Linked DNA regions of Mus musculus: regions 1 and 3 are each linked to region 2. Evidence: chromatin contacts called from public HiChIP or PLAC-seq data. All regions are on one chromosome and are shown on one strand. Each heading gives the region's core, a stretch centred on a gene start, on an enhancer-like site or on the middle of the called end of the contact. The rest is flanking DNA. Distances are from core to core; before and after follow the strand shown. Region 1 has its middle 40 kb from the start of Gm46397. Region 2 has its middle 22 kb from the start of Gm41044. Region 3 overlaps Gm36703 (a long non-coding RNA gene).

Region 1 (4,717 bases), core at 413-2,912, 360 kb after region 2:
ATATGTATCAAAAGATGGCCTAGTCGGCCATCACTGGGAAGAGAGGCCCATTGGTCAGGCAAACTTTATATGCCCCAGTACAGGGGAACGCCAGAGCCAAAAAATGGGAATGGGTGGGTAAGGGAGCGGGGAGGGGGGGCGGAGGGTGTGGGGGACTTTTGGGATAGCATTGGAAATGTAATTGAGGAAAATACGTAATAAAAAAAAAAGAAAGAAAAAAAAAAGAAAATGTGGCCCATCTGGAAAAGAAAGAAAGAAAGAAAGAAAGAGAGAGAGAGAGAGAGAGAGAGAGAGAAAGAAAGAAAGAAAGAAAGAAAGAAAGAAAGAAAGAAAGAAAGAAAGAAAAGAAAAGAAAAGAAAGCTGAGGTCAGGTGGGTTGTACATGTGTTGATGGAGCCTTACCTATATAGTCAAGAAAAACACCCCCACATACTTGCTACAAACGAGTCTGATGAAAGTAATTCTTCAATTGAGATTCCCCCTTCCCAACTGACTCCAGTCTGTGACATATTGACAAAAGCCAACCAACACATGCATGTTTTATTATAGTGCTTATAACCTGTGACACATTCACAAAAGATTAATGCTCAGTGAACACAAACTGAAAGCCATAGCCACTCTTGAGGATAAAAGTTGTTGCAAAGAGAGTAGTAAAAGCTCCATATTGCAGTAAGGAAGGTGATCCTTCCCAGCATTTGGAAGGTGGGTACAGGAGGACTATGAGATTGGAGCCAGCTGAACTGTGAAGCTTACAACCCTAAACAAAACCAACCGAACAACAACAATAAAAACCAACAAACCAAAATAAAAGAGTGACTCTGAAATTAACAAATACTTCTTTCCTTCAAGAAGATATAACTTTGGTAGCATCCTACTGATAAACAGGATCATAAATAAAGCAAATGGGAAATTGAGACATTATACATAAGCCATTTTGGTTTTAACTCATGGTGGAAAATGGTAGAGAAATGGCAATCATTTTCCCACCACCGCACTGTTCATCTATTGTTCAATTCTTCATATAAACCATGGCCCCACTCCCCACTGTAGCCAGAATAATTTTAATGGACCATCCAATTCACTTTCTTCTCAGGTAAAACAATAGTAACCTATGTGATTATTACATTGATGAATAAAGTATTCAGAAGATATGGAATATTTCCTGCTCACTCTGATCAATTCTATAGAACAAGTAAAATAGAAAATGGACCTGCATAATATACTTTGTATTCCAATCTGAAATCAAGATTCGGGAATCACATTTGCTCTGTAGTTACCAGGTTATACTCGGTGTAGCTTTCCAGTGGTCACACGGGCTCTTTAGAATCAGCCTTTAAGTGCTTTCTAAAATTAATTTGCTTGCATGGGATTTCACACTCTCTTTATTGCAATAAGTGAGGAAGCTGTGGAAAGACAAGATCTGTGCCAACTTTCTGCTAATGGAGGAATTCTATTAAGCCTATTTGCCACACAAAGGGTCTCTTACTCTGATACTTCTGTCTAATCTTTCCCATTTGTCTACAAAGCCATCCCCATCATCACAGTTGAGTTCTCTAACACTAGCATGTACTCTGATGATAAAATCATGACTGGAAGTTTCCTCTGTAAGGAACACTTACTCTGCACATACAGGGAGGCATGAGTCCCCAGGGTGCCAGGATAGAACATGACTAAGAGGAAAGAAAGCAGAGCCTGATGCCTCTGTCTGTTCTATGCCCACAGATGATCAGAAGTCCGTTCTTATCTCTGAAGTTCCAAACCATCAATTATGCCCCTTAATTAAGAGTGAGTTTTGTTTTTCACCAATGACCACAAATGTGTAAGCCCTGAAGAGACTTGCTATACACAGTGACTCTGATTTGCTTATAAATATTCAGTACTCTTTGTATGTGTCTATGCCCATGTACACATATACAACTTAAACATAATTACTATCTGTGGTGATTTCAATACAAATGGCCTCTATGGGCTCAAATATTTGGAGTTTTGATATCCAGTTGTCAGAACTCTTTGGGAAGGATTGGGAGGTGTGGCTTTGTTGGAAGAGATGTGTCACTAGGGGCAGGCTTTGAGGTTTCAAAAACCCATGCCTTTGCCAGTTACCAATTTTTTGCCTTGTGTTTGTGGATCAAGATAAAAGCTTTCAGCTGCCACTCCAGCACCATGACAACTGCCTGCCTGTTTGCATATTCTTTTTGCCATGATAGTCATAGACTCTAATGCTCTGGAACTGTGAGCCCCAAATTAAGTGTTTTCCTCGTCTCTTATACTCATAAGTCTTCCCTCTTTTACACAGAGACCAGGCTTTCTAAAATAAAAGGTGTCACATTCCTTTGAGGATAAGCTCTTGCCAATTGTTGTCACATCTGCAACACTTCCAACAGTAAAAGTATGACCTTGAGTATCAGAGGGATGGAGGCTCTACAGCATTCCTCTTGTATTTGCTTAAACTGGAGTCTGGGGATGGCCAGAGCAGCCCTCTCTTCGCTTCTGAGTTCTTCCTAAACTAGCCAACAATAATCTGGAGAATCTGCCTGATTAACCAAAATGGGAGTTTAGAAACAGATTTGGGTTAAAACTTGGGGGTCAGCCATCCTAGAAGCCTGTGATGATTTGGGTGGCATGACTTTGGTTTCCCTAGGCTGCACTCTCTGTGTGCAGTGGGTTCAAACTCTTCTCCTAACTCCTGTGCCCTTGACATTAGGGCCACCAGTGCTATGGTTCCCTGTTGGCATGGGCATTCCTCTTCGTTCAGTGGAGAGTGAGCAGGCTAAGGAGGGAAGCTGAGCAAGCTCACAGAATGAAGGTTTTCTCAGTGTATCTCCAGCCAAAAGGAAAGTGCAAAGAGTTCAAGTTTAAGTAACATTGAAAGGAAAAGTAAGCACCAGCCATTGAGCTTTTTCATCAGCTTCATAATTTCTGACCAAGCAGCAGTTAAAGTTGTCAAAGAAACCACTTTTCATGTATATATGCAAAAAGCAAGGGCAATCATATCCAATGGCCTCTGTGTCTCCTACGGAAGAAATAGTAGCTGCCTAGGTTTAAATATATCTAGGTAGGCCCTGTGTTTAAATAATGGTGATTCTCTTAAGATTTAGAGGCTGCAGTAAGTTTTCTTTGGCACCAAGACCATGATTAACTCCTGTTTTGCCCCACAATTAAACACAGTAACTAGCAGAAGGGATATTTAAATAGTAAAAGGATGAGGTGTGGCAGGCTCAGACAGATCCAGCTGTAAGCATGCTTTAAGGCCACCCTAACGTTACAGACTCTATTCCTTCAGTGTGTGTGCATGCACACGCACATGTGCATAAATGCACACGGATAGGAGACCCAAATTTTTTTTAAGCAATAACCCTACTATCAGCTATAGGGAAACACTTGCAGAGTCTCGGGGTCTCCTTTGTTAAAAAACTCTTCTGCAGACCATGCCATTCTCAGAACACTAGTAAAACGTTGGTTAGAGCAGAAGGTCTTTCTCTGAGAACCGCAGAATTAAAATAGAGCAGCTGTGTGTGATAAAGAGCTGATACATGAAGCTGCACTCACACAATACGAGGGGGGCCTTTTGTTTCCCAAAGAAAAGGCTTTCAGAAGCAATTCAGCGAGGTCCTTCCTTTCTCAAATTCCAATGGCAAATAAATATTAGTCCCCAGAGGGCTCATAAAGACCTCAGAGTCTAAAACAAACAATCCATGGGGTAACATTCAATGCAGTCTATACAGAGACCAATTAAAGTGCTTGGGGTTAATGGAGAAGTTAGTGAATGGTCAAGGAATTCCCTTTAGAAAGAATGCATCCCCCAAAATGATGCTATCAAGTCTTAAACAAGCAGAAAGCCCGAGACCTTCTTGACCTAAGGCTCAAGCCTCTCTAGAGAGTGCACGGTGAAGGAAAAAGAGGATAGATTCCTAGTGGAGCTGGAGGACAAAGTGCTGGGTAACAAGGCCTGGAAATGTCTACCTCGTACTTGGCACCATCTGTGCAGGCCACCTGATAGCCAGGTGTGCTGACACCTGTCTGTGGTTCCAGCACCTGGGAGGCTGGGGCAGGAGGAATGCATAACATAAAGACGGTCTCATATACACAGTGAGTTCCCAGCTAGCTACCAGGAGAAAGCTTGTGGGGAGAGACAGAGGCAGAGACAGAGACAGAGACAGAGACAGAGACAGAGACAGAGGGAGAGACAGAGGGAGAGACAGAGGGAGAGACAGAGAGAGAGACAGAGGGAGAGACAGAGAAAGAAGAGGAGGAGGAAGAGGAGGAGGGGGAGGGGAATAACACAAAGTCAAGAAAGGAAGGAAAAAAGAAATGGGGGGGGGTGAGAGAATGCTATCTGATTTTAAACAAACAGATGAACAAAAAAAAAAAACCCTATATTTTTCAAACTATGCAGTGCTATCTGCTATATACCCAATATATAAACCAGTGGTGTACAAAGGCAAGGCACAATGTGCAAAGTAACCATGATTTGTGGGCCTGTGAGAGGAACAGCTTCCGACATTGACTTGGAGAGCATGCGGGACCTCACATCTTCACAGGAAGCCATTACTTTCCACCAAACTTTCCACAAAGCTTGATGCATGACCCTTGAGCTCAGGAAGCCCAAACTGACACCAGTGCCAAGATGGGCATGTTTATTACTGTTGTTGTTGCTCGGCTCCAACCCCTGCTTGCCCCTGCACAAGCCAGGAAACCCTGCCTGCCTTCCTTCCCC
Region 2 (4,301 bases), core at 647-3,146:
GAGCCTTGATGTCCATTATCCAACCTCCCTCCACTTTCTCAGCCTCCAGGAACCATCACACATTCCAATAGACTTCCTAGAGCACGCACATAGGCCAGGGAACAAGCACAACATATCTTTCTATGTTTGAGTTCTTTCACGTCACATAATATCCTGCAACATACTCTGTTTTGCTGTTAATAATAGTATCCTTAAAAACAAAACAAAATAACATAACAACACCACCAACAAAATTCAGTGCATTCATTCATAAACAATTGTGAGGAGAGGGGGAAAGCCTGGAGTGAATGAAACTCTGAGTGACTGATTTGATTGGAGTCCCGTTGCCAAGCGCTCACTGCCTCAGCCTCGTGGGAGTGGTGGAGCCTTCTCCAGGCAGAGCCGAGAAGGATGGCAACAGCTTCTTTAGGGAGCTGATAGTGTGTGCAGAAAATATGTACCATAGCTTTCTCCAAGCAGATATTTACAGCCTGAGGTCTGTTCCTGACAAAGAAGGCTTCTAGAGAGATTACCTAACTCTACCTCCCTGATTTAGCTGTATGCTATAACCCCACCTTCCTGTTCAACTGTGTATCATAAACATTCTGAGCTTCTGGTTTCTGTGGTTTCTCTATTAGATTGCCAAGTCCACGGATCTCAGCTTTTTGGTGCACTTACTTATCTGTGTTTGTCTTTTCTTCATGTCCTCGCTGCCCCAGTCAGGTCAAGCCCCTGGAAATGTGCAAGAACTTGGCAAACAGTCATACAATTTAGAATTACAACTTACGGTGGGGGAACACAGGAGTAAGTTTCTTAGTGTTTTCAAATTTGAGATTCAGGCACAAACTCAGTCACAGGGATTCTTATGGTTTTCAAGAATTATGATTTTTTAAAAAAATAATTCCAACACTCTTCACACTCCAGTTTGAATAGCTAAAAGTCTGGGGTGGCGATGAAGCCACAGTAAGTCTGCTAGAGCTTACGAAGAATCATATTCTACAGGAATAGTCAGTGGAAAACACAATTTGAAGTTCAGGTCTCCAAGTAAGTCCTCACTGATCATACTTAGACACGGGCCATTTACCACACTTTTCTTTGGAAGCAGTCTCCAAATTGTCATTTTTTTCAAAAGTTTTCTTTAAAATTTTAATTTGTGTGTGTTATTTGTCTATACAATACTATTGTGACCCCCAGCCAGAGCCCAGAAGAGAGCACCCATTTTCCTAGAACTAGAGTTATTGACTGTTGTAGAATACCATGTAGAGGATGCAAATCAAACCCAGAGTCTCTGGAAGAGGTCTTCTCAATGGCAGAGCCATCTCTCCAGCCCTAAAATGTCATTTCTAATGGCTCAGTAGCATTCATATACATACATACATACACATGTCACATTTCTTTACAGATCTGTTTGTTGGAAGGTCTGCAGCCTCTGTAAACAGTGAGGCACTAAGCAAACATATGCCAGTCTCTAATATTCTAGTATTTCCTTTGGATGCATGCTGAGAAGTTGGCTGGGGACTCCAATATACCTTCTCAAAGCTATAGCCTCCCATTCTCTCTTACATGGTGTGGGGTGACCTTCTGTTGTGTTGTCTTTGAGTTCTTTGCTTCATTTTTTTCCTACAGGTATCCCGAAGCCAGACAGATTTAGTAAAGAACCGTCTCTGTAGTGCTACTGACATCCACCGTCCATCAGAAGTCATTTTGTCTACAAAATGGGATTGAAAAACCTTATGTCAGACAGCAAAAGAAGTCACATATTGGTACATAATTAGTAAAATAAATATCTGAAAGCAGCAGATAATTTGTATTGCACTCCAGGCTTTGTGGATGTTTTTCCACCTACACTCCTCTAATTAAAGAACAGGGACACAGTGGAGCTGAAGTGGAGAGAAATTCCTGAACGCACGGAGCCAAATGCTCATACCAGACTAATACCACGGAGTAGATCAGTCAGAACAAGGAAGGTGCCCGGGAAGACCACGTGGCAAAGGACATCAAGGAGGTGTGACAGTCAGAAGACTAACAGTGAGGTGACTTTCAGAGGTAGACTTCAGGCTCTGTCTGTGTCTTTTTAAATTGAATTCCTAGAGAATGAGGTTAAGGGAAATTGGAATACTTGCAAGAACGGGGCAACAGGAGCTGGCATGGAGGAGGCTGAGGAATGTCTCTGAATGGCCTGATCCTAGTTTGTTGACTGGGGCAATTCTGCCAGTGATGGGGTTCCTCTGTTTAGAGAAGGGGACAATGCTGGGGTGTCACAATGTTCTTGTGATTGTCAATTAAAATACTACTTCCAAAAATAATTTGTAAGCTCGAAAGAGCTAAAGAAATATTGCTGCTCTTATTAATAGCTGTGTTTTTGTCTCTACTTCAAAGAATGAACATAAATTATTTGTTAAAAAAACCTCTCTGGAATCCGTCTAAGTAGATGTGAACCCTGCTTTTATGCTTGTTCCCTCTGTGACCATAAGCAAGTGGCCTGGCCTCTTAGAACTTCAGTCCCTAGCTTATAAAACCAATCAAATAATAATACCTGTCCTAGTAGGGCTGACTATAAATCTCTTAACATACAGCCTGGTGCATTAGCACTTAGGGGATGTTGCCTATTAATATTTGCCAGCTTCTCTAGGCACCTGTTTCTAAGTACAACTACAGCACTTTCTGAACGCAACAGCAAACTATCTTACCCTCTGATAGCAGACCAGACTTTCTCGCTTAGTGGTAGGGTTGAGAATGGGTGTGGTGGGTGATAGGGAAATTCCCTTGGTGACAAGTTCCTAGAGAAGTATTGCTATATTTGATATCATCGTTGTAATATCACACTGTAGGTGATATTACTTTAGATCTTGGCCAGGGTTTATAATTTGTTCTTCTGTACAGTTGCTGGACTCTTGGACCTAGATATCTCTGGGATATGGCATGGATTCCACGCCATGCCTTGGATACTTATTACCTAGTTAACAATTTGCTGAACTGTTTTCTGCTTCAATTATTTTTTGAGCTAATATTTACATGGAATAGAATGTCTTTCCATAAATTCTGCTTGATCCCTTTGATAGAAAGCGAAGGAGCCAATGTCCCTTTCGCTGCTCTTGGCTAAGACAATCTCCCTATTGTGTCTGCCTTCTGTGAGGACTGCAGCTAGTCAACAGTGCCTCCAGTCAGCAGCTGATCCTGTGCACACAACACGTTCTTCTGTATGAATCCTCATGTATATGTCTCCAAGCTGTGCAAATATTCAGAAAAAAATGCCTAATATTCCCTCTGAGCTTAATGGAGCCCTCCACACTGCAGAAGGTCATAGTCTTAAGACATGTTTATAGGGTTTTTTTTTTCTTATACTAATATTTCTGAGATAGGATCTTCCTATGTAGCCCTGGCTGGCCTCAGAGTTGTAGCCAGACCCCTGACTCTGCCTCTCAGGTGCTAGAATTGCAGCACCACAGTTCACAGGTTTTTCCATTTTCTTTTGCTTACATTGAGTCTTCCCTCTCCCTCACCTTCCTTCATGTCTTCCCCTTCTCTTTCCTTGTCTTTCTTCACCTCTCACCTCTCCAGCTCCTCCCCCTTCATTTCTTTTCTTTTTCTTGAAGTTCCCTCTTCCTAGCACTTTCAGGGCCAGGAAAAACAAGAATTCTTCAATAATGCAGGTCCCACTTCATGTCTCTTGTGGATGGGACAATGGAGACATGCTTTAATGTTAATTAGCTTGGGACAAGAATCTAGCTTTACACACCTATAAAATAATCCATTGCGGATTTGGAAGAATGCCTGGGAACTGAAGAACCATCAGGCTGAATAAAAGAGTCAAGACACATAGTCAGCCAGGCAGGGCTTCTGCGCTGGGCCCCCAATAGCATGAGAAAAACAGTTATCACCAGGGCAATGCTAAGAACCTAGATGAGGACTGATTTGCTGGGCAACTTTTTCTGTCTATAATAAAGAACATGGTGCTCAGCGATCAGGTTCCAATACAATACATTAACACATTGAGACTGCTAAGCATTGCCATGGCTATTTTAATTGTTACTTCTTTATTAAAAACTGGAAAACAAAAGAATTCATAATGTGATTTACAAGACAAGTCTAGATGCTTTTAATACAATGGAGTAAATCATTACAGTGCTCTCAATAGTTTTCATATTAAAAAATGTAATTTATTATTATTCATTTTAAAACTGTCACACTTGCAGAAAAGTTGAAAAATCATCTATAAATAGCATTCATACCCACCACCGAGATCCTGGTATGTGCACATGCTGAAATTAGATCACATGTCTGCCCTTTCTCTTATCTATACATATTTAAATTAGGAGAGA
Region 3 (4,128 bases), core at 508-3,007, 320 kb after region 2:
TTTCCTCATTTACATTTCCAGTGTTATCCCAAAAGTCCCCCATACCCCCCACCCCACCCCCTACCCACCCACTCCCACTTTTTGTCCCTGGTGTTCCCCTGTACTGGGGCATATAAAGTTTGCAAGTCCAATTGGCCTCTCTTTCCAGTGATGGCCAACTAGGCCATCTTTTGATACATATGCAGCTAGAGTCAAGAGCTCCGGGGTACTGGTTAGTTCATAATGTTGTTCCACCTATAGGGTTGCAGATCCCTTTAGCTCCTTGGGTATTTTCTCTAGCTCCTCTATTGGTGGTCCTGTGATCCATCCAATAGCTGACTGTGAGCATCCACTTCTGTGTTTGTTAGGCCCTGGCATAGTCTCACTAGAGACAGTTATATCAGGGTCCTATCAGCAAAATCTTGCTAGTGAATGCAATGGTGTCAGCGTTTGGAGGCTGATTATGGGATGGATCCCTGGATATGGCAGTCTCTAGATGGTCCATCCTTTTGTTTCAGCTCCAAACTTTGTCTCTGTATCTCCTTCCATGGGTGTTTTGTTCCCAATTCTAAGAAGGGGCAAAGTGTCCACACTTTGGTCTTCGTTCTTATTGAGTTTCATGTGTTTTGCAAATTGTAAATTATATCTTGGGTATTCTAAGTTTCTGGGCTAATATCCACTTATCAGTGAGTACATATCATTTGAGTTCTTTTGTGATTGGGTTACCTCACTCAGGATAATGCCCTCCAGGTCCAACCATTTGCCTAGGAATTTCATAAATTCAGCATCTTTCAAAACTCAGTACAAGGACCACTTCTTCATGAAGCCTTCCCTGATGTCACCAGGGAGGATCAGGTGTTTAAACACTCCATAGCTTTTCCTCTTATTGTTAAATGTCCATAAACAATGAATCTCTAATCATCGGGCATAACATTTATCCGCAAGCCTAAATGCTTGACTATTACTTCACTCTTTTACTAATTTAGGCTAACAATGCTTCTAAAACATGAATAGATGAACGGGTGACATTTGTTTCTTTGTGTTTATTAACTTCTTGATGGTTCAGTGGAATACAACAACAGCATAAATTTTATGTAACATGGTATGATTTCCTTTGGCCTGAGTGTTCTTTATAGCCTACCAATGGTAGAATTACCAATGGCGTTATGGGGTAGAAATCAAGCACAATGAAAAATTCAAGTTCTCAATTTGGTCCATCATTTCTGTCTTCTGTCATATATATATATAATTTTAACTATAGGAAGCTAGCTAAAATTATATGAATGTGAAAACTCCCCCTGCTCTGCCTAATATTAATTCTCCCAAATGAGGCCTGTAGGTTTGGTGTAAGTTTGGTATGCCAACTACTAAGGGTATTGAGCAGTGCCCGGGGCAGTGTTTTATACAATGCCCAACACGTAGTGTCAAGTGGTACTTCTCTACCATTTTTAAGACATTACAAAGCTGACATTGCAGTTTGATTTTTTTCCACTGCTCTCCCTGTGTCTTTATTCTTGCAAAGCTGTTAACCATAAAGAAATCATCAGAAGGCAGGAAATGAGAGAGAAATTGTGAAAGAAAAGTGGCCTAAAACCAGAAAATTCATCTTTGAAGAGCACTAATAGATTTGATTTCTATCAGATCCACGTGAATCCCTTTCCAGAAGAGTTTTTATTACTCACAATGTGTCACTTCTTTGAAAACTAATGGTCTGACATATCTCCAAGCCAAAAAGACTTATCACCCTAATAAGGAATGTCTGGGCAGCCTGCCACAAAAGCAGCTTGGAAGATGGGTCTTCTAGCAGTTTTCTAACATTAGCACACATTGTTCATACACATACATATACTGATATTGTATCTTTACATCTCCATGAGGGAAAAATGCTTAAAGACCTTGGCTAAGTGCTTAGTTTCATAAGTATAGTTTTCTAGCTGAAATTAATAGGCAAAAGACTATCACAAAGTGGTCATGATTGCACATGCCTTTCTATTAGTGATTCAATTGTTCCTTTATTTCTGCCTAGCCATAAAAGTTGTCTGTATCAATGAAAAGTCAATTTTGTATCTCAGGAAAAGCAAAATAAGTTCATTCTTATGTTCATCAAACTTATAGGGAGGTTGTCTAGTGTGTTATTTTTTTCTATTGCAGTGATAAGATACCATGATCAGAAACAATTTACAGAAAGAAGAGTCTTGGGTTCCAGAGAGAGTCCATGATGTCTGAGAGAGGCTTGGCAACATGGGCCCAGAAAAGGAAGCTGAGAGATTACATCTTCAACTGCAAGCATGGTACAGAGAGCAAACTGGAAGTGCATTGAGGCTGTGAACTCTCGGAGACCTCCTAAAACGATTTCCATCCTCCAGCAAGGCCATAAATACCACATCCCTCATCATGTCGTCAAATGGGAATCAAGTGCTTCAATACAAAAGCCTATGGAGGACATTCATATTTAAACCACTGTATTCAACATGCCCAGAGCCTTCTTTATTAGCTGCTTTCTAGAACTGCCACACTATTGTTCACACACACACACACACACACACACACACACACACACACACACACCACAATGTGTCTATATATATACATGAAAGAGAAAACACTGTAAGACGGTTCTGGGGATGGTGACACCTTCCTTTAATTCCAGCACTTGGGAGGTAGAGGCAGGCAGCTCTCTGAGTTCAAGACTATCCTGGTCTATATCCAGGACACCCAGGACTATACAAAAAAAAAAAAAAAAAGAGGGAGTAGGGAGAGGTGAGGAGAGAACACATTTAAAAGCCTTGATTAAACAATTTAGTTTCCTAAGTACAGTTTTCTAGTTTTAATTAATATACAAAAAACAGACTATCAAAAGTGGGTACATTTATATCTGATTTTCCATCAGCACCATATAAATGTTTTCATCATGTATAGCAGGACTGCTTATTTGATACCCAAGTAGACACAGCTAATGAGTGTAGATAGATAGATAGATAGATAGATAGATAGATAGATAGGCAGATAGATAGATAGATAGATAGATAGATAGATAGATAGATAGATAGATAGATAGATAGGCAGGCAGGCAGGCAGGCAGGCAGGCAGGCAGGCAGGCAGGCAGGCAGATAGATAGATAGAGATAGGCAGATAGATAGGCAGATAGATAGATAGATAGATAGATAGATAGATAGATAGATAGATAGATAGGCAGATAGATAGATAGATAGATAGATAGATAGATAGATAGATAGATAGATAGATAGATAGGCAGGCAGGCAGGCAGGCAGGCAGGCAGGCAGGCAGATAGATAGATAGAGATAGGCAGATAGATAGGCAGATAGATAGATAGATAGATAGATAGATAGATAGATAGATAGATAGATAGAAAGATAATAGATAGATAGATAGATAGATAGATAGATAGATAGATAGATAGATAGATAGATGTTTTTAGGACATGCTGGTTTCTCTGATGTAAGCTGTTTATGAATTTTTTTAAAAAAAAAAGAATCTCAATGCCTTCTTTTAAGGAACTTATATTCTCTCAGGCATGATAGGTTAATGAAATACAATAGTCACATCAGTAACAATTATTAGTGTACAACCAATGACCTGCTCTTTGTGAAGGCTCTGAAGAAACAGAATATCAAGGCTTCCCAGAGAAGGAGAGCAACATAGCTGATGGTGGAGCATGAGCAGGAGACACCACTCACTGCTAGGCAAATTGCTATCAAACAGAAGGATGGTATGCCCAATGGCCAACAGCGAGACTCACCCAGTGAGCTACAGAATCCATGGCTGTGATGTGCACTAGGGTAATTAGGGGTCCATAGAAGAGAGACAAACTACAGGACATATGGACTTGAGAAATGACACTTCTTTATGAATGTTGTTGAAAGCCATTAAGGAAGAAATCAGAGTGTGACATAAACAGATTCATGTCTTGGTTAATAACTCAGTGTTGCTCATTGAGAAAATACTGGTGCCACAATCAGAGACTATCCGACTTTGGCATCCAAAGTAAATCTCCCCTGCATGTGCTCAGGCAATACCCACACCTTCCTACTTTCGTTATAGGTAACAAACTGACACAGACTGGGTTCAAGAAGATGAGCTATGGGGCTGGGGTAATAATTCAAGCATGTGATGTGGTCCTTAGCAAGG

The links. HiChIP or PLAC-seq counts read pairs in DNA pulled down with a chosen protein or histone mark.
Region 1: an H3K27ac HiChIP or PLAC-seq map of heart atrium shows a contact between it and region 2, with 8 read pairs. The contact joins two enhancer-like sites.
Region 3: an H3K27ac HiChIP or PLAC-seq map of heart atrium shows a contact between it and region 2, with 8 read pairs. The contact joins two enhancer-like sites. A contact is called at or near these places in 1 of 15 datasets of contacts at CTCF or cohesin (pro-B cells) and 2 of 115 datasets of contacts at active chromatin or transcription factors (fibro-adipogenic progenitors and heart atrium).

The regions. Positions count from the first base shown.
Region 1 is chr13:102,389,764-102,394,480 of GRCm38.p6, forward strand. No RefSeq gene overlaps it. Among named protein-coding and RNA genes, the nearest start is that of Gm46397, 40 kb to the left of the region's middle. Within about 2 kb of position 1,663, at least 5 of the 459 cell types and tissues checked have an H3K27ac peak or open chromatin away from gene starts, as enhancers often do. A contact at or near this core is called in heart atrium, where this site is marked.
Region 2 is chr13:102,034,310-102,038,610 of GRCm38.p6, forward strand. No RefSeq gene overlaps it. Among named protein-coding and RNA genes, the nearest start is that of Gm41044, 22 kb to the left of the region's middle. Within about 2 kb of position 1,897, at least 22 of the 459 cell types and tissues checked have an H3K27ac peak or open chromatin away from gene starts, as enhancers often do. A contact at or near this core is called in heart atrium, where this site is marked.
Region 3 is chr13:102,354,039-102,358,166 of GRCm38.p6, forward strand. Gm36703 (a long non-coding RNA gene) reads left to right here. Exons shown (of 4, transcript XR_382833.4): 4 at 2,131-2,646. Among named protein-coding and RNA genes, the nearest start is that of Gm46397, 4.3 kb to the left of the region's middle. Within about 2 kb of position 1,758, at least 8 of the 459 cell types and tissues checked have an H3K27ac peak or open chromatin away from gene starts, as enhancers often do. A contact at or near this core is called in heart atrium, where this site is marked.